Regions from separate parts of the Mus musculus genome. Here all the other regions are linked to region 4. The links are chromatin contacts, called in public promoter capture Hi-C maps. All regions are on one chromosome and are shown on one strand. Each heading gives the region's core, a stretch centred on a gene start, on an enhancer-like site or on the middle of the called end of the contact. The rest is flanking DNA. Distances are from core to core; before and after follow the strand shown. Region 1 holds the start of Ppa2 (pyrophosphatase (inorganic) 2). Region 2 has its middle 14 kb from the start of Gm567. Region 3 has its middle 44 kb from the start of 1700030L20Rik. Region 4 holds the start of Bdh2 (3-hydroxybutyrate dehydrogenase, type 2). Region 5 has its middle 43 kb from the start of Gm26107. Region 6 overlaps Ppp3ca (protein phosphatase 3, catalytic subunit, alpha isoform). Region 7 overlaps Ppp3ca (protein phosphatase 3, catalytic subunit, alpha isoform).

Region 1 (2,700 bases), core at 42-2,541, 2.0 Mb after region 4:
GTTCCAAGCTGCCCAGGGCTGCCCAGTGAGGCCCTGTCTCAAAATAATACAAAAAAAAAAAAAAAAAAAGAGTTTAAGCTAGGTTTGCTCCTTTATCACAAAATAATCTTCAACCTTCAGCTCCAGAAAAGTAACTGTAAAAATCAAAGTACAGTTATTAATGATTTCAAGTTATACTATAAGTCCGGTGACTTCTTTGAACATACATAGCCGCTTCTGCAGCCCTATCTTATAGGGGAAAAAAATTCTAATACTTAGCAAGTTAAGACACTCATCCAGCATGGGGGTCTCGGAACAAGATTTAGCTTCACCTCTTCAGGGCGGAACCTCCTAAGAGGTGTGCACAAGCCTTGACATTGCAACCGCTCCGCTACCTGGTATTAAGTAAAGGAGGCCTGAAAGCAACCCATCTACGTGGCTATTTTCACGCGATTGTTAACGAGACCTACAGAGTGAAAAGAAAAAGGAAAGTGGCCAGGAGCTTTTCTGTCTTTGGCGTCAGCCCAGGGCAGCCCAGACGGCCCTCTTTCTAGGTTTTGCTCAACGTACAGGGCAAGAAAAGGCACCACATTCTCGCCAGAACGCCGGCCAATCTCCTGCTTGTGGATGGCATTCAGGGTGCAAACTTTTAGGTTAAAAACTCAGTTGACTGTTGCTGTTTTTAAGTTAACCTTACCAAACAAAAGGTTTCGTGATGGCGTTGTGCACACAAGCCTATCCCAGCGCCTGGCTCACATTCTCCTCCCACTTCCTCCCTGCCTGTACGCCTGCGCTGACAGCAAGGTCGCGGTCGCAGGCAAACTCGCTTTCGGAGTGAAGACCCCGGTCCCCAAAGTTCTGCGGCCGTACGGAGGCGGATGGGCTTAGCAGCGCCCAGGAGGCGGCGCGGGCGAGCGGCGGGCCACGGCGCGGAGGTCAGCGGGAGGAGCTCAGCGCCGCGGGCCGGCTGCGGTCGCTGCAGAGGGCGGTTGGCCCCGCGCCACCCTGCGCACCGAGACCGGTCCCCTCCGCAGCGGGCTTGGGCGCGGGCTGCGGACCCGGCCGGGCAGAGCAAGGCAGGGCAGGGCACGGCGCCGCGGCCCCTCCGCCGGCCGGCGCGGAGCTGGGCGAACGACTTACTGAAGAACAGGCGGTAGTCCTGCGAGCGGGGATGGCCCAGCTCCTCCGTGCGGTACAGGGACATGACGCGGCGCGGAGGGCGGGCGGCGGCCCCCACGCGCCACCCTCGGCCGACGCTCAGCAGCGGCAGCAGCGCGCGCATGGCGGACGGTCTGCGAGAACCGCAGGGTCGGTGCTGGGCCCGGCGCGGCCGCTCGACGGCGCCCCCTGCCGCCCGGAGCCCGCACTGCCTCCCCGCGGTCGGCCTCAAGTGGCATCAAGTCCCACCCTCTTCTGCATTCCTGGGGCCACCTACCTCTCCACTTTGCTCCACAAGCCCTCAGAGGCCGAAGACCATCAAGACAAGGACCTTAGAAGCCCCAGGAATTCACCACCACGCACCCACTCACACACTGTCAGTGTCTGCGGTCAGACTTTGATTACATTAATGTAGCACTTGGTTGCATGCATACCTCCAGAAATTTCTAAAGGAACATCCAAGCCGGAAGGAGGGAGTGTACACACACGCGCGCGCGCGCGCACACACATACACACACACACACACACACACACACGACTATAATGTATAATGATCGAGCGTCCTTGTGAAGACATCTGACACAGATTTATCCTAAATCTGTAATTCCCTCAAACGCCACTTCCTCCATAAGGCCCTTTAATATTTAACCCAAGTACAGGTAACTTTTAACTTCTCTGCAATTGCATACTTCACAAGTATTTCTGTCTGGTCCGGTGGCCACAACTAGTTACAACAGCAGTCTTTGCAGTCTGGTCCAGTAACAACGGGAGCTGTGGTTCTAAGGAAGGAACCAACCATTGCCCTTTTCTGTAGACCAGTTGATTGGGAAGACCTCACTGGAATGGTCTTCCGGACCTCTACCAGTTTCTGCTCCAACTGTGAGCAAGGCTCACATCCTCACCTACTGGGTTCTTTCTGCATCTAAATTGTGACAGTTAAAACCCAAACTGGTTTTACCCAGGTTTCAGAAAGGATCTCTTAGAGGTGCCACTAGCCACTTAGACATTGCTTAGCCTAGTCTCTAAAAAATTTTGACATTAGTGGCTTTGTAACACGTCAACATGATTAGGCGGAGTTGCAAGCTAAGTTGTCCTATAAAAAATGGAAACATTTCCTTCCTGCGTTTATTTCATTGATTTATATGATTCTGCCTATGTTAAAAAAAGAAAGCTTAAAATTTCACCTAAACTTCAAATATTGGATATTTGAGAAAGAAATTCCTACTGAAACAAGGTTCTGGGCTGTCTAATAGTCTAGATTCTTAAAATTAGCATCAAATTCCGGGTATGTGATTTAGGAACATATTACTTTATGGCATTAAAAAGAAATGGCTTGATTTTGAACATATAAAATCTCATCTTTCATTTTCTATAATTTACTGAAATACCTGTGGATCAAAACCGAATATACAATACATGTTATGAGAACAAAGTTGGCTTACTGGTTAATTTTAAAATACAAATTTCTGAAGATATTTATTCAACAATAGTTGTCCATTTCAAATGTAGACATTTGGAACCTAACTCGCTGAATTTCCTCTGTGGACATCTGTCACTATCATG
Region 2 (2,707 bases), core at 175-2,674, 2.0 Mb before region 4:
CCAGGAATGGATATCCAGACAGCTGAGATTCTTTGTGTTTATGAAGGACAACCAGCTGCATAAAGGATGTGTATTTCAATAAAAGAAGTCAACTGACAGAGCTCCCAGGCCTTTGTTCGGTGGAGTGTTACATCGTAAAAGGTCACCAGCAGCAGAAACATACACTGTTACCTTGCTCCAACACAGGCAAGCTGCTTGATACCATGACTTCAGACAGAAGATTTCTGTGAAGATAAGGTAGACCTCTTGGGCAAGGCAGCAGGAGGTGTCAAACTGTGACAACTGTGTTCTACAAGAGTGGAGGTTTGAAAGAAAAATGGTCCCTACAGAGCGGCATTATTAAGAGGTGGGCTCTAGTTGGAGTAAATGTGGCTTTGTTGGTTTCAGAAAGCTTAAAACAGTTCTCTTCCTGCCGCCTGTGGCTCCTGATGTAGAATTCTCAGCTCCTTCAGTACCATGTCTGCCAGCACGCCATCATATTTCCTGCCATGAAAATAACAGACTAAATCTCTGACATGTAAGCCAGCCCCAGTTAAATGTTTTCCTTTTTAAGAGTGTGGTCATGGTGTCTCTTCTCAACAATAAAACCCTAACTAAGACAGCAAGCTTGTCTTGTCTTCCTTGAAGAGTGACAAACGTGTTCCTGTCTACACCTGTTCTACATGCACACGTCAACATATGTGTATACGTACATACGTGTCAGCATGCATGTGCTGTACCAGACACTGCTCTCTATGCCTGTACCTGTACAATACAGCATCTCACATTCAATATTATCAAAAGCTAAAAGTGGCTCTAGTTCTGTGTCTGTAAGGTAGGTTGATTTGTAAAACCGCTTCTTTCTTGTCTCCACCTGGTCAACATTCAGGCACAGTAGTGTCACATTCAGAGCACCTCTCCTACTTTTTGTTGATGTTAGTGAAATTCAATCTTTATTCTGCCTCACAAAGGCCAGAGCCACAGCGATTGCTAATTCAATTTCATCTCTAGACACAACTGTCAAGTTATTCTGCTTGTAGCGCAGATCTTACCTTTCTGTTGTCTCTTTTAAGAACTGTCTATGAGCCCAGTTATTCCTATTTAATCTGAACAAATTGCTCCTTTTTTTTTCCTCCAAAGTTCCTCAGAATTTGCATCTAACTTACATAAGATAAGCAGGGGGTTGGTTAGAAATTCCAGTGAGATACAGTCTGCATATTCTCTTTCAGTCATGTCATCTCGGAAACCTTTCCTTGTTCTTATTTATGCCTTCTGAAATGTTAGTAGATCAAAACCTAATCAGTATGCCATACCAGGACACACTGGTTAAATGTCAGGTTTCATTTTTCTATATCACAGATTTTGCTTTCATTATGTTTTCGTGACCGGCTTCCCGATAAGCAGAGAAAGCAGCTTCTTAGGCACCAGGAAATCAAGGCTGAGCAGATTGCATTTGGGCATTGCTGTGATCCATATACTCGCTTTGCATGCGGGCTAGATGTCCCAGCATCAGGACACACTGTTTTCTTCCAGTACCATCAATCTGGGACTACTTTAACGACTTCTGCCTCCAATGTGTGCTAGTGGCTTCCTGTTTATACCCAGGCTTTCCTGTTACAGGCATGGGATTCGGTGGAATTCACCCAGTGTCTACACAGGCAAGCACGCAGGTCACAGTCCAAGCAGGAGAGAGTCAGGGCTGTGGAATCTGCCTGGAACTGACAAGAACCTTCCCTTAAACTAAAGCTGACCCAATTTTATGTGGAAGAATTGTTTTCTTTTCGTTATTAGGCTGCTCAATGGATTTTCCACTTCATTTTTTAAATTACCGTAGACATCTTCATGGATATGATAGTCTTATGGCCTTGTTTTGCTTTGATGTATGAATTTAAACTTCTTTAATTGCTTTTTTTATTGTTGTTATTGTTGTAGTGGCATGGTATTTTGTTAGCAATTTTCCAAAATAAAAAATTAAAAACAAAAAAGACATGTTGGTAGAGATTATAGCACATCATTTAGGGATAATACTTTGGTCTCTGGAAAACTGTAGTTCTCAGCTTTCATAGGAGAAGCTTCTGTTTGGTGGACAGCAGTTTACACAGAAACTCTCAACTTGTCAAAGTACTTAGATTAACTGTCTATAGGATGTTCACTTGTACTGAGACATCTACATCACATAACCTCCTTCTAATGTTTCAGCGGGGCATTATGGAAGACAGGAAAGAACAATTATAAGAGCTAGAATTTGAGGAGCAATGGGGCTAAACAGCATCTTCTGGATGTAACAGGATCAATGAAACCACAAACTCATAACAGCTATGCTTACCTTGACAAGCCATGCACAATATCAAGCTAGTTAACATTCCAGCATGGAGCAGAGATGGACTCATGAGCTTCAACCCTAGCAGAAGTCTTGGCCTTTGATGGCTTCAGGGGGAAGAAGAGTTGGTTTTCTTTAGGGGTGTAGTTACTGATGTATCTACCATGTTCCAGTAAATACCAGCACCCATAAGTATATGTACTCATAAATTGAATTCAGTAATGTAATTTTTAAAAAGAGGGGATGACATTAAGAGAGTTAGGGAGTGGGAGGTGAACTAGATCTTGGAGAAGTTAAAAGTGGGAGAGAGTAGGTGAATATGATCAAAATACATAGTACACATGTATGAATTTACCAAATATTAATAAAATATCATACTAAAGTAAATAATATAAAGGATGAATAGTG
Region 3 (2,700 bases), core at 81-2,580, 1.1 Mb before region 4:
TTTTCACATTTAATCAGGGTCATCTCAAGAAGCTCTATCACTTTACAAAGAAAGAACTGTGCATTTATTGCAGCTTAGAATAAACTGGACCATTTAACCTTGTCTCTTTTATAGCAGTCTCTCAGGTTTCTTCATCCTACTGTAAAAACAGGGAGGCCATCACTCCTCTGGTGCGGTTCGAATGGGAAGTCTTCAAAGGGCTCACATATGTGAACAGCTGGTCCCAAGATAGTGGTGCTGTTTAAGAAGGCTGTAGAACCTTTAAGAAATGGATCCTCACTTGAGGGAATGGATTACTGGAGTCAGGCCTTAAAGCTTAAGAACTTGGCCCTACTTTCCGTTCATTCCTGGCTTCCTGGGTAACTATGCAATACCACCAATAGCCTCATTTTTTTTGTGCTACTATGTTTCCCTTGCCTGTATCCTTGCCATTCTTCTGGAACTATAATCCAAAAGGAAATCATTCCTTCCTTAAGCTACTTTTAAGGAGTTATAACGAAGATACCCTCCTAGCCCTCATTTTGGGTCTGTGCAGTTGTTTCTATGTTGATTACCCAGAAACCGTCTGGCTTTGTGGTGTTGTAAAAGTCTCAAAACTCATCCTGAATTTTAAAAAAAAATTCTTGTTCCGTGGTACAAAGTGCTAATAATGTCACACTCAATTTTGTGTCTTGATATCTGAATGTAAGGGTAATGTAATGGACTGTGTGCATGCATAGTCCTCTTTATTCCATCATGTTATGTCCTGAGAGTAGAAAACACAACAGTGGTTTTCACCTTGGATTCCACAGAATATTGCTACCAAGTCAGTTAGCCAGTCTACACCTGGGGTGAAGGTGGTGATCTCTATCATCATTGGGGACAATGACTGGATTTCTAGTTTGTCTTCACAGTGAAAACTCTAAGTTCATCAGACCTTTTTTTCGGTGTCTATTTTTTTTTTCATTCAAGGAACTATTTGCATACATTCTACAGTGAGCACATAACACTCAGAAGTCCCTCTACCTTTCTCCCCTGATGTAACATCTGTAATAAAATCCCAATTTCCTTTTTAAAAAATGCCTTAACTTACGGAGATAAAATTTTAAGTGTGATTACCTATCAATGTGTTCCTAGGTGAAACAATTTGGAAGAGTTTTAAGACACTTGAATGAGGAGTTAATCAGAATGTTTGCCTCTCGATGTAAGGTTGTGTTCTGTCAATATGCTGGCATAAATTTATCATGTCCTGAAAATGTGAATTTAATGCGATAAAAATAGGACTATCAATTACCACAGTGTTCTAACTGCACAACACATGGTCCGTGGGCAAATGAGCAGCACAGACACTTGTAAAAGTCAAGGATGTGATAGCAATGGATCGTTATCCTTTCCCTGAGTCTCTAGGGATGCCTTAGCTGAGAACACTCCAAGTAACGTAATGTGTCCTGCCCTTTCCTTGAAATGGCTGCTATTACAGGCCCATTAGTGCCACGGGCACTTATCTTCTGCTTTCAAAGATGGCTCGGGAGAGGTGTGCCAGAGTTCAGTGAGTGCAGTTCAACTAGGCAGTATCTTCCAGCACGTTTGTGACTGTCAGCTGTGATGTGACAGATTTAATATCCAGCAAAGCCGTAGCTTTTCCTGGTCAGTGAGGTCTATTGAAGCATGGTCAGATTTGATATGCTGGTAGTTCCTAGGGTTTCCACCCTGAGAATGAGAAGGAAACACCAATGATAGCAACCAGCACTTGGAGAAGTTACTAGGAACCCATCTACCACAGAAAACGACGTCTTGGCTGTTCTTTTTCCCATTAGCGCTTTAATTATATATTAGACATGGAAGTTACCTGGGATGAAGAAGATACAGTCAGGCAGCTGGAGCTCAGTGTCTCTGTTCCCGGGGAACTTAAACGTGGAAATACATTTTCTATTGGGTTGAGCAAAATAAAAAAAAATTATTGGGTCATGCAACAAATTATGCCATGAATATGTTCTATAACTCACAGGTTATAAACAAAACAAAATTGCCTGAGTTGGCAGAGAATAGTATTTGCAATGATGGTAACGGTAACCGGTAACCATGTTCCTCCTATTTTGCCTTAAAACTAATAGAAAGGACTGATATCTTTTAATAAATATTTTAATTGTGTAGTAGTACTGCCTAGTTGTACTTTGTAAAGATACCTGCTTCATCAACAAAAATGAAATAGATGCAACAATGAAGCTTAACACCAAATGCTTAAAGTCTGACAAGATTCCTGCTCCTGCAAAACATAAGAAAGCGTCCCCCTGGCTGAGTGTTGGCCCTGGGTCCCAAGCTCCACTGAGGTTTAAAGGAACTCAGACTGTGTACAGAGAAGAGATGACAGCGATGTCATCAGCTAGGGAGCTAAACTGGAGCAGAGTCTGTCTACAGTTTCAATGTGACTCTCTGAGAATGAGTAAGGGTGAGTTGGTGCACACCAGAGTGGAGCCAGAAATGTGGTGACACAGAAGAAAAAGCAGAGCCAAGAGTTCAGGAAAACTGCACGCACGCTCTGTGTTAATTTCTGTAACGTAAGAGGTATGCTTATGTAGGCACAAAGTTGGCATAAACACAGAGAAGAACTTCTTGGTGTATACTACACACACACACACACACACACACACACACACACACACACACACACACACCACACCATACTACATCACAACACACCATGTCACAAGGTCCACTACA
Region 4 (2,700 bases), core at 95-2,594:
TCCCTGCCTCGATCCATCTGAAGTCTCTCCCATCGTCACCTGGTTCCTTGTCATTTTCTCCCACAACAGTATCTCCCCTAATAAAAGCCATCCTGTTAGGTTCCTATTAGAGCCTTCCTCTGAGATCCAGCCCGACACAGTCACACGGTAAGAGGGGCTTCTGAAGCCAACTGATGACCCCCACTCTGTGATCCAATCATGCGCACATGCTGGGTAACAGGATCTGGCTTCATGGCGTCTCCCCAATTCTGATGCAGTACGCTTTGCTTTGCTTTTTACCAGTAGCACGCAGAGAGAAATTTCACTTAGAGTGTGGTAGGAGTTGAGAGAAAGCTAACTTGTGCTTTTAGGAAGGGATGAGCCGTCCCTGCCTCCCCCGACCCTGAGTACAGCATAAGAAACTCACAGTCCAGGGCCTTCACTAAGGGACCCTGGGTATTCGCCCACCAAAGCCCTGGTTCTCAACCGTCCTAATGCAGCGACACTTTAACGCAGTTCTTCATGTTGTGGTGACCCATATTTTTGTTGCTACTTCACAACTGTAATTTTGGTGCTGTTATGAACCATAATGTAAACACCTGACATTCAGAATATCTAATTAGATAGAACCTAGGCGTGGGGGTCGCGACCCACAGGTTGAGAATCAGTGAAGGCACCTGCTCAGTGCTCTCTTAAGCACCTCCATGACCCCCGAGACCACCCAGAAGCAACCAGGCACAAAATTTAGTTTCTGTTTACTTCTAAACCTTTCTCCAGCTGACCTCCAAGCAGTCTCAAGGCAACATGGGTTTTTTTGTTTTTTTGTTTTTGTTTTTTTTTTGGGGAGGGGGGGTAACAGGGTGGGGTTTAGAGTGGGAATACGTCCAGAAATTGTAAACTTAACCCACTCTTAACATAATGACTTTCCTACTTCTAAAGATTGTACTAAAACCCTAAATTTCTTTTTACTAGAAAAAGGCTCAGAGTATTTTCTGGAATTCCAAATATTTTCACGAGCCAGTTTACTTAGGACAGATACTGGAACAGTTGTCTTTCTTTGGCTATTTTCAAACTCTAATAAATACAAGAGGATTCCCAACTCCCACACTAACTGAAGATGCATCTTCAACTCGGCGATATGGAGAAGATGGCAACACAAGCTACAACTCTCAGTCCCCAAAAGTTTTGTCGAAAGTGATTAGAAAAAAATATCTTACTTTAGAAGAGTGAGTCCACACAGTCCTCCAGATTCCTTCAGGAGACAAACTTCAGATCTCTGCGCAGGAGAAGTCACATGCTGATTAATGCACGCTGGGAGGTGGAGTTCAGGTCCCCTCCGAGTCCTTTTGCTAATGCCTGTTAAGTAAGCTTTTAAGAAGTGTTTGCCACAGCCGTGCACTTTAGATGTGTCCATGCTGCCATCTAGTGATCAGAACGTGGAACTGTGAACGCCAAACAAAGGCCTGTCTTTTGTTTGTGCAAGTTACTTAGCAGGCCAGATCCAATGGCCAGGAAGGTGGAAGGCTGCTGGAAAACACACAAGGGACCCGAGGCACTAAATACTCTGGTCTTCCTAGCTCTTAACCCAGATTGCTTTGAGCGGGGAAAAGAAAACTTCCTTGGGGCTAAAGTCTTGTTTCTGACGTTAATCCCTCAGCTGCAGAATGCTGGCATCCTGAGTGCACTGGGCCTGAGCCGAGGAGCACACCCAGCTAGGATGGGAATCTTGAAATGAACAGAGCAAAATATCATGCAATCAAGTTGGTTGAAGACTACAGGAGCCACGAGGAAAGGGCTAGGTCTTGGCTGGGTCGGAGACTTGTGAGTTAACCTGGCTAGTGTCACAGTGATCATGGAGGTCATGTGTGAATGTCCTGCATAAATCCAGGGGCTCGACACATTTGGCACACTTTGCCATGGGCTCTGGCACTGCAAAGGCTACAAAACAAAGCTATCAGATTGCGAGCCTCCTTTGTCACCTGGGCTGGCCAGCCATGCAGGTCTGCTGGGGACGCAGGCTGTACTTTCTGAGGGCTTCCTTCTTGAAGAGAAAAGTGATGCCTCCCAGAAGGTTCTGGGTTCTGCTCCTCTTTCTGAGTGGCTCCTAAAGTGTGGGTTTCACAGTCAGTCAGTTGGATGCACGTGGGTTGGACGGAGCAGAGCAAGACAGAGAGCTGGTCCTTTAAGGCAGGCACAGGGTGGCTTCCTGTGCTGCTCAGTGTGTGGGTGCTTTCTGTTCCTCCCTCAAGCTCCTGCCTCAGGCCCTGGCTTCAGTCTCTAGCACGGTATAAAGCCCAGAGTGCTAGCACCGAGCACAAATAGATGTAAGAGCATCACAAAGTTTGCTTAGAACTTCACAGCCAGCCTGGACTACAGAAGACCCTTATTCAGAACAGCTGACCCCCTCAAAGGGGAAAAAAGAGCCCAGTTTAAAAATAAAAAGACATAAATCCTATGTCTCCCTGAAATAGCTGAGTAAGCAGGACCTGTAAACTGGCCAACCTACAGCGTTCTTATATGGAGGAGAAGGAAACAGCGGCTCTGCGTTCTTATATGGAGGAGAAGGAAACAGCGGCTCTGCCAGGGTGGTGAGGAGGGGACATGGTGTGCAGGTGAAGCCCAGCGTCTGCCACACACCTGCAGGATAAACGGCAGCTTATTACAGCAGACACTTCTGTGTGTGCTCCTTGCTCTAATAGACTTGTCTTTCCCTCAACTTGC
Region 5 (2,700 bases), core at 73-2,572, 1.8 Mb before region 4:
TCACACCTAGCCTAGGAAGGGCAACCTTATGGTCATCAGCATTAAGAAAACCAGAGCTCTGATCCACTTTCACTGAAGCCTGCAACAACCCTGCTGTTGGTTTTGACAGCCCCATCTTAGGCTTCTCCACTCGATGCATGGTAAACGTGCTCTGAACCAAGTGAAACCTTCTCATGTTTACTTAGAGGAGAAGAAGCATGAGATTTGGGTAAAATATTGGTTAAATATTTGGGGAAAAAATAGAGAAAGTAGAAAAAAGATGACATAGAAAATGTAGGAAGAAAGCAAGATAATGAAAGTAAGCATACCAAAGAAAATGTATTCTAGCATATTCAACACAGAGTCAAAAGATACAATGGACTATAGAATATTTAGAGGTCCTTTTAGAAATGTCCAGCCGGGCAGTGGTGGTGCACGCCTTTAATCCCAGCACTTGGGAGGCAAAGGCAGGCAGATTTCTGAGTTTGAGGCCAGCCTGGTCTACAGAGAGAGCTCCAGGACAGCCAGGGCTACACAGAGAAACCCTGTCTTGAAAAAACAAAAGAAAGAAAGAAAGAAAGAAAGAAAGAAAGAAAGAAAGAAAGAAAGAAAGAAAGAAAGAGAGAGAGAGAGGGAGGGAGGGAGGGAAGGAGGGAAGGAAGGAAGGAAGGAAGGAAGGAAGGAAGGAAGGAAGGAAGAAAGAAAGAAAGAAAGAAAGAAAGAAAGAAAGAAAGAAAGAAAGAAAGAAAGAAAGAAAGGTCCAACTTTCATAGACTCTCCAAAGTCCAGGATTCTTAGAAGAGCTTCCATACATGGTGTTTCCTGGACAACTAAGAACAGCAGAAATCCATAGTTTAGCATGTGGCTATTTTTAAAATATTGTTCCATACTAGGAGCATTGTCCACATGCAAACTCCAGATTAGTGGACATGAGAAGGTCAATGAACAGAGAAACCATTTCTCTGATGGGTCTCTCAGTAGGGCAACAGGCCTGGAGGGGAAGATGCTGCTGATAGAAACTGAATGGAATGAAAAGAAATTCAGAGATCAAGAAAAGGGTTCCAAGAAAAGGATCCACAAAAGGAGAAGTCCCTGATTCTGATGGGCGATAGAATTCCAGGAAACATTTTGGTTTATTGGTTGTTGGCCTTCGTTGGCTGTGACCTCTTGCACTTTGGATGACATTCCAAACATGTTAAAGTGTCAACGATAACCAGAACGAGTAGGCAGAGAGGAGGAGTTATGAATCAGTTTTCTCCCCCAGGACTAATCCAGAACACAACATACTGGAAAGCAAGCTGTGGCCAAGCCACCTGCTCCAGCACCCTGCCAGGCAAGTTCAGTGAGCCAAGATGTTGCAGAAAGACTTCAACCCACAGTTTCTGCCATTGCCAGGTGTAGCAGATGGCACCTACTGGACGTAGCTGCTTGTTAGCCTGGGGCATCTGCTCACAGGGAGCAGCCTGGCAGTGCTTGATGCTACTCTCCCCACACTCAGCTTCTGTGAGTAGATCAGAAAGCCACCAAAACAAGGACCAGCGTCAGAAGCTGCAGTATTTGACCAGTGGATAGAAGGTATGAAATTGGAGCCTACATTTCCTAAAAGGAAGGACAGTACACTCTTGTAGTATTCATATTTTTAAGAATTTTAAATAAACTTTTAAAGATTGTAGTACTCTCTGTGGATGAAGCAAAGTTTTCCTTCGAAGAAGTTAACTGCGGTTCACGTGATCAACATCCAGGAATCTAAGAATCTCCTGTTATTTTAAAAGTTGACAAACCCGTCCTGTTTAACAGGTCCATTGACCTCATAGTAGTGTGGATGTGTTCTCGTGGAACCCTGGGAGCGGGCAGAGAGGGGACAAAGAGTGTTACTGGGACTCTCCCACAGAGAACATCTCTGTGAACATTTCCTCTTGAACTGTTAATAATTCAGTGTGGGCAGAGCTCTGAAATTCTGGCAACGTACCTGGAAGGGGGCTACTGTTCATGAAGCTCCTGCTGAGGCCCGAGCTCAGGTTGGCGGAAACTGTGTGTGACTGTCAGAGAGCCCCACTTTCCCCACCCACGGGAGCATCTCCCACAGGGTGACCATATGCCGTGGAGTCCAGGAAACAGGCTCCGCTTACAAGGACACAATCCACGGAAGAGTTTATGTTCAAATGTCCATGGAGCATGTGAACGTGCGGGTGAGGCTTCTAAATTCTCTGCTCAATGTTCAAAAGAGTGTATCCAAAGGGAGCAGATAGATGGGAATCTAAAATGTGATGATTTGGTACTGAAGAGATGCCTCGATGGCTGATTGTGATTGCTTCTCTTTCAGAGGACTTGAGTTTGTTCTCAGCCTCCTATAACTCAGAATCCAGAAGATCAAATGTTGTCTTCTGTGGTACCCATCACAAACACGCACATCCAAATAAATACTTAAAACAAAGTACCTCAAATGCTATTGTTATATACTCTGGTTTCCTCAGAATATGAAACAGTCAAGGCAGAAGAGAATTCTCTCAGTGAAAATGCAGTATGATACATTTCATGTGTCTAGAGCCTGAAGTAAAGCATATTTTTTTACAATAGTGCTTTGCATACATGCATATATACTAGATGCATACATATGCACACTATTTTATGTGATAATAATCTCAGTACAATACTGCCACTGAAAGTGTAACTTGGAACCAGAACCCGAGAGCTTGCAGAAACAGAACATGAAGGCTAAGG
Region 6 (2,700 bases), core at 10-2,509, 1.6 Mb before region 4:
AATACATCTAGACACTTTCAATACTTGCTGAAAATAATCCCTTGACTCGGGTGGTAAAGCCTGAGGACTTAGGGTCCCCACGTACATTTACACGAGACTAGCATGTCAAATGGTGTCATGTGCAGGAGGTCAAGTAGCTGTCATGGAACATAAGTAGAATTCTGGTAAAAATCCCTACAGCCAAGTCTTTCAGGGCTTCCCTAGGCTCCACTACGATGCCATACCAGGCTCTAAAGTCCCTAGCTTTACCCTTTACAAAGCTCCCTGTGTGACATTTTAAAGTGAGATGAGATAATCTCACTCCGAGATCTGTAATATTAGATATACGGAATTACCTAGTAGTTCAAAACCAGCCCATTTCTTGGTACACAGTTGAAATGGCTGCCCTGAAGCTTGGGGAAATCTAGTCAGCTCCCGTGGCTGACGACTCGCTTGTGGTCAGCATAGGATAGGAAAACATGTGGATAAGAACGGGGCAGGGGGTGGCGGGGAGTGGAGGTTCTATGTGAGACTTTCTCTCTAGCTGAAAGCAGAGACAGAAATCCTAATTAAATATTGTCTTTCCAGGGCAGCCCGGAACTATGCTTGGCTTCAAATGCATTCCTTTTCGTCTTCTTCTCATGCTTTCTTATGCTACAGGATTTCAGTTTCACCTCTGCATTTTTCTTGTTAGCGAGGCTTATCAAATATCACAGCCTCAAACATAATTAGTATTTAAGGGGGAAAAAAAGTGATCTCAGAGTCTATGCCTTCAGGCCTAAAAGCAAATCCCAAATGAACGGGTGTGCTGCGCTCACAAATCTGTCGCTAGCTTTCTGGTGGTCTCTGCCATTCCAGCTTTCTTGGTGTGGTAATGAACAGGACAGAAGCCTCCTCGGTGCTGAAAAGTCTTCATTTCTGGCAGCTTTCCCCCTCTTCAGGATCATTTACGACTCCTTCTTTAAAGCGCGCCTTCTCCATAAGTGAGGAATAACTACCAACCAAGAGTCATCGTCTTGAGCCTCTCTAAAATATTCGGGGGGGGGGGGGGAATCAAGCCTTAATGGAAAGCAGGCTCGTCTTTTATCATCCAAAATCAGAAATGGAAAGGAAACAGAGGCCAAGCTACAGATAAATTAGGGTCTCAGAAGACACTCCTCGGCAGTAAACTGTCTTCTAAACTTTTCAAGACAACAGCAGGCAGTTTGTGTTTTGCTCTCAACCCGGAAAACAGAACAAGACAAGACAAAACAGAACAAGACAAACACCACAGGCCAGTGGGCACAGCAGCCCTTTTTTAGGCGGCTTGTGGTGAGGCAGAGGCCAAGGAGAGACTCATGATGTGACCAGAGACCTTTCTGTGTGGCCATACACACCTAAACTTTTCACACAAGGAAACACTTCCAGCTTCTTAGAGAAGCTGATGTTGAAGCAGGATAGTGAAAACCTTCTCTTCCATTGCTCTTTTGTGGGCTAAGAATAAGGACTCAACAGGTGACCCAGCCTGGCCTGGAACTCACAATCCTGCTTCAGCTTCTCAAGTGCTGCATTAATGTTTATGGGCAAAGGACTGTGTAAAATCCAGCTTTAAAAAAATATCCTTCATCATATTTAACAACAACAAATGAAAGTATATAAATATAATTTTTCTGCACTATCCCTCTTCCTCCTTTCCTGGCTCTCCTGCCTCTCTTTCTAGCTTTCTCATTCTTTCTCATCATACTGATTCCAAGGAAGAGACTTAACAATGGTAATTTTAGGTCTTGGACATCTCAAGTACCGGAGAAGAGGCGATGCATCAACTAGTCTGTGTTCAGATTCTTGTTTTCCTAGCTACACAGTTTTAGGTTTTACATTGACAGACTTGACTTTGCTTCTTACGTAAAAACAGGGACAATAATAGTGCATCCACCAAAAGGTTATCTTCAAGACTATAGATAATAACAACAGCACACCAAACTGTCTAATAACCTTAAAACAAATCATCCTTAATTGTTTCCTTGCTGTCCAAAATGATAAAGTTAATGAAAGTGTTTATTCTGTAGCAGTAACTGAGAATGATGGGTGACACTTTTAAGTATCGGCTGCTGTCACTCAGCATCACCATCACTAAATCCTAAAGGGGACGTGACAGACCTGGAAGGCAATGCGGGGAATCCCTCCTTGCTGAAGGCCTTGCAGACACTTAGAAGTCAAGTTGATATGACAGGAACATGAGCTGCAAGCTCCTATTATTACCCCTGACTTTTTAGTTGCCACTGGGTATGGGGCAGAATCCTGAGAAGGGCTAGATAAATCACTCATCAGGAAGCGTCCTCCACCTAAACTAAGCAGCAGTCAAAGGAAGAGCTTTAATTGAGCTCTTTGATGTCTGTAGCAAACAGACAAAAAGCCTGGCAGGAGCCCAGGGCCACCCCTCAATGATAGACAGGTTCTAAACTGGTGAAGATGGGATGGAGGTGGGGTGGGGGACAGGCGTGCAAGCCTCCCTACAGTTGAGGATGCTGCAAATAAAATAAAGTCAAGTATATGCTATTGTATCCCAAAGAGATGACAGTGCTGCAGGGTGTCCTGTAAGCTGTTTTTGTTTTTTTTGAGCATTGCAGATAGCTATGTATTTCAGAGTCATGATAAAATAAATTGCTAGGATTAACCTTGTTTGGTCAGTCCAAAACGGACAGTACTCAGAACTGAACATATTTGCCATTAAACGTTTATCTC
Region 7 (2,700 bases), core at 7-2,506, 1.4 Mb before region 4:
TCTAGAACGCCCCCACTCTTTAAAGAGCATTATTGTACACACCTTACATAGTGCTCTCTCTTTACGCCGAGTTGGATTTTTAAAAGCAGTGTTAATATTTTAAAGTCATATGTGAAACCAAAGGCAATTATCAATCATCAAATTAAAATAAAACAATGTAAATTAATAAACATTTGCTGAGCTCAAGGTCCATTTAATTTAGTTTGGGCAATATCTTCTCTTTCAGCTCCAAAGATGCACAACTGTAAGGCTTTTCTTCGAAAGAGAAATTTCACTGGTAAATGGTAAATGCTCCCCAGACCTAGGAATCAAACGCTGTTGCCTGCCTCAGAGTAAGGAAATGTTAAGTCAAGTCTATAAATGCTTGAGTCTAAACCAAGGACATTAATTTACTCAGTTGTTTGTGCCAGAAACATTTCCTGAGACCTTGCCGAGATAAGGTAGCAGCTCTGTCATTAACTAACTGTGCAGCCACTGTCACTGAGTGACAGGTCAGTCACTCAGTTTGATCCTCTTTAAATGTCGACGTATCCTCATCTTGAGGGTACTGACTGGCATCAACACTCTAAGAAAATCAAGCTGCAGTGGTAAGTCATCATAAGGATTTTAGTATCAGATAAATCAGAAGAAATGAGGGTCAGCTTTCTAATTAGCATAAATCAGCTGTATAGCAAGAGCTACAGCTGTCAAAGCTATCATCCACATGCCCAAGAAAACACCCATTGCTTGATTTTCTGGATCTTGGTCAGTTACGTTAATTACAGTGATTATTTCAAGCTCCATCCATTCACATTTCAAAAATATTTTTTAGAAACTTATTTATGGTGTGTGTGTGTGTGTGTGTGTGTGCGTACCCCATAGTATGCACTCATGTTAAAAAGAGAGGCCAAATTTCTGGAGGTGGTCTTCCCCTTCAACCATGTGGATCAAAGGGCTGCCAAGCTTTGTCCCAACTGCCTTTATCTAATGAGCCACTTCACCAGCCCTGTTTGCTGGTTTGCCTAGCACTATGCTGTCTTCTGTAAGTAGAAGTATCTTCTTGTGACTAAACGTGTGCAGCTCACTTGAAGGGTTTGCAGACACCTTCACTGGGATATTGTAATAATCCTTTCCTAGATTTTACTCCTTAGACTGTCTTTGATTTTACTTACACGGCTAATTACATTTAAGACTGCCCACTGAATGATTTGATGGCTCTCCTGTTATTGCAGTGTTTGGTCACTTGAGGAGACTTCCCAGTGTACTGGGCCTTGCTTCCCCAACTCTGCCTCTTTCTGTGCAGACCAGGGCCTTGGTTTGCAGATGTTAACTCCTAGTACAAGGTCAACACTCCACTTTAGTTTCAGTTTCATTTCCACTAATGAAGACTTTTTTTTTCTTATTTATGGCTTTTAAAATTAATGCAATAAAAATCTGAAAGGAAAACATTGCCTTAAGTACAGGTTTGCTCATCTAAATTCTTCATGCTATGACTTGAAACATTTAAAAGTGAAATGTGTCCACATATCTAGCAGGCTTTAACTAAAAACTTTCAACTAACTTAGTTATTCAACAGGTTCTACAATCTGCATTCAATTACTTAATTTTACTAGCACAAGAAAGAATATAAAAGCACAGTTTCTATCGCGACCTTACATTTTGTAACTAGGGAAACAAATTTTAAAATGCCTAATAAATGTTCCTTAGTTTTATATGCCACAATTTATATAAGGCTGCCTAACTTTTAAACAAACCAGTTAGTCTGACCCAATTTAAAGAAAAACATTGAGGCTATTGACAGTTAACTGAAATGTCAAGCCACTTAAGAAGAAAGCTATTAGTAAAACAAGGGTGAGCTTATTAGCACTTGTGAAAAGCACAATAAATAAACAATGGGGCCCATTCAGAGACCTGAACAGAGACAACAGAAACCAGTTCCCTCCTGGGCAACAGTCTGTTTATTTTATTTGCTTATCAGATATCAGAGCAAATGATCCCATAGGCTTCGACTGGCTTAAAACCATCTCCAGGCTTCCAGGAAGGGACTCTGTGGGTTTCCAACAGGGGGGCTGCTCACAGGATCAGGACAGAACCCTAAAGTATCTGAGGCTATTCAAGGCATCCTTCACTTACCTGCATCTCTAACACGTCCAGTGGTGGTTTTAAGAACAGAGCAGGAAGTAAGGTGCCTTTCCAACAGAACTCTAGAAGCACTAGACAGAAGGTAGTGATATTTTGGAAAAATAGAGCAACTTTGTTTCTCACCTTGGGGAAAGGTATGAAAAGAAAAAAACTGGGCACTCAGTCATAACTGAAGTGTTCTAGAAAACCAACAAGCAACCAAGGCATGCACTGTAAAATGTTCTTTTAATGATGTCATCTAGGGTTAGGCTAACTGATGAAAGTCTCTGTTTCTTTTATAGTATAAACATGCAGAGAAAATTATAAATTCCCCTTTTTCATATAGAAAGAAAAGGTAATGATACTGTTTGAAGAAGATAAAAGACGTGAAATATCATAACTTCCTAGTCAGAGGCTGTTTAGGATTGAACACATTGGCTACAATCCTCTTACTTTAAAAGGGAAGAGCAGCAGGTATTCAAGGGAGGAAGGGCTAATATATCAATAATAAAGGTCTTAACACGGTGTTTCCAGCATCTAACAATAAACTGGGTTTTAATGGTGTATGGATGGTACAACATCAAATGCGTTCCCCCTTGG

Evidence for each region. Promoter capture Hi-C pulls out the DNA fragments that hold promoters and counts their contacts.
Region 1: a contact with region 4 is called in a promoter capture Hi-C map of pre-B cells. The contact joins the promoter of Ppa2 here to the promoter of Bdh2 in region 4. A contact is called at or near these places in 5 of 39 promoter capture datasets (frontonasal cranial neural crest, hippocampal neurons, liver and 1 more) and 1 of 115 datasets of contacts at active chromatin or transcription factors (astrocytes).
Region 2: a contact with region 4 is called in a promoter capture Hi-C map of hippocampal neurons, with 4 times the contacts expected there. The contact joins the enhancer-like site here to the promoter of Bdh2 in region 4. A contact is called at or near these places in 5 of 39 promoter capture datasets (the 3T3-L1 cell line, the C10 cell line, frontonasal cranial neural crest and 1 more) and 1 of 9 other capture datasets (liver).
Region 3: a contact with region 4 is called in a promoter capture Hi-C map of hippocampal neurons, with 2.3 times the contacts expected there. The contact joins the enhancer-like site here to the promoter of Bdh2 in region 4. A contact is called at or near these places in 5 of 39 promoter capture datasets (the 3T3-L1 cell line, frontonasal cranial neural crest, hippocampal neurons and 2 more).
Region 5: a contact with region 4 is called in a promoter capture Hi-C map of hippocampal neurons, with 5 times the contacts expected there. The contact joins the enhancer-like site here to the promoter of Bdh2 in region 4. A contact is called at or near these places in 3 of 39 promoter capture datasets (the C10 cell line, hippocampal neurons and pre-B cells) and 1 of 9 other capture datasets (liver).
Region 6: a promoter capture Hi-C map of hippocampal neurons shows a contact between it and region 4, with 6 times the contacts expected there. The contact joins the enhancer-like site here to the promoter of Bdh2 in region 4. A contact is called at or near these places in 8 of 39 promoter capture datasets (the 3T3-L1 cell line, 3T3-L1-derived adipocytes, the C10 cell line and 5 more) and 2 of 484 Hi-C or Micro-C datasets (B cells and cortical neurons).
Region 7: a promoter capture Hi-C map of pre-B cells shows a contact between it and region 4, with 3 times the contacts expected there. The contact joins the enhancer-like site here to the promoter of Bdh2 in region 4. A contact is called at or near these places in 7 of 39 promoter capture datasets (the 3T3-L1 cell line, 3T3-L1-derived adipocytes, HPC-7-derived erythroid cells and 4 more).

The regions. Positions count from the first base shown.
Region 1 is chr3:133,308,701-133,311,400 of GRCm38.p6, reverse strand. It overlaps Ppa2 (pyrophosphatase (inorganic) 2), which reads right to left and starts at 1,291. Exons shown (of 12, transcript NM_146141.2): 1 at 1,120-1,291. The coding sequence starts at 1,261.
Region 2 is chr3:137,274,483-137,277,189 of GRCm38.p6, reverse strand. No RefSeq gene overlaps it. Among named protein-coding and RNA genes, the nearest start is that of Gm567, 14 kb to the left of the region's middle. Within about 2 kb of position 1,424, at least 10 of the 459 cell types and tissues checked have an H3K27ac peak or open chromatin away from gene starts, as enhancers often do. A contact at or near this core is called in hippocampal neurons, where this site is marked.
Region 3 is chr3:136,404,476-136,407,175 of GRCm38.p6, reverse strand. No RefSeq gene overlaps it. Among named protein-coding and RNA genes, the nearest start is that of 1700030L20Rik, 44 kb to the left of the region's middle. Within about 2 kb of position 1,330, at least 9 of the 459 cell types and tissues checked have an H3K27ac peak or open chromatin away from gene starts, as enhancers often do. A contact at or near this core is called in hippocampal neurons, where this site is marked.
Region 4 is chr3:135,279,865-135,282,564 of GRCm38.p6, reverse strand. Bdh2 (3-hydroxybutyrate dehydrogenase, type 2) reads right to left here and starts at 1,344. Exons shown (of 10, transcript NM_001172055.1): 1 at 1,197-1,344. It overlaps Gm46826 (a long non-coding RNA gene), which reads left to right. Exons shown (of 3, transcript XR_001783991.2): 3 at 1-133.
Region 5 is chr3:137,109,318-137,112,017 of GRCm38.p6, reverse strand. No RefSeq gene overlaps it. Among named protein-coding and RNA genes, the nearest start is that of Gm26107, 43 kb to the right of the region's middle. Within about 2 kb of position 1,322, at least 10 of the 459 cell types and tissues checked have an H3K27ac peak or open chromatin away from gene starts, as enhancers often do. A contact at or near this core is called in hippocampal neurons, where this site is marked.
Region 6 is chr3:136,909,355-136,912,054 of GRCm38.p6, reverse strand. All of the region lies in intron 10 of Ppp3ca (protein phosphatase 3, catalytic subunit, alpha isoform), which reads right to left. Among named protein-coding and RNA genes, the nearest start is that of 1700006H20Rik, 44 kb to the left of the region's middle. Within about 2 kb of position 1,259, at least 6 of the 459 cell types and tissues checked have an H3K27ac peak or open chromatin away from gene starts, as enhancers often do.
Region 7 is chr3:136,707,022-136,709,721 of GRCm38.p6, reverse strand. The region is part of intron 1 of Ppp3ca (protein phosphatase 3, catalytic subunit, alpha isoform); the gene reads right to left. Among named protein-coding and RNA genes, the nearest start is that of Ppp3ca, 38 kb to the right of the region's middle. Within about 2 kb of position 1,256, at least 58 of the 459 cell types and tissues checked have an H3K27ac peak or open chromatin away from gene starts, as enhancers often do. A contact at or near this core is called in pre-B cells, where this site is marked.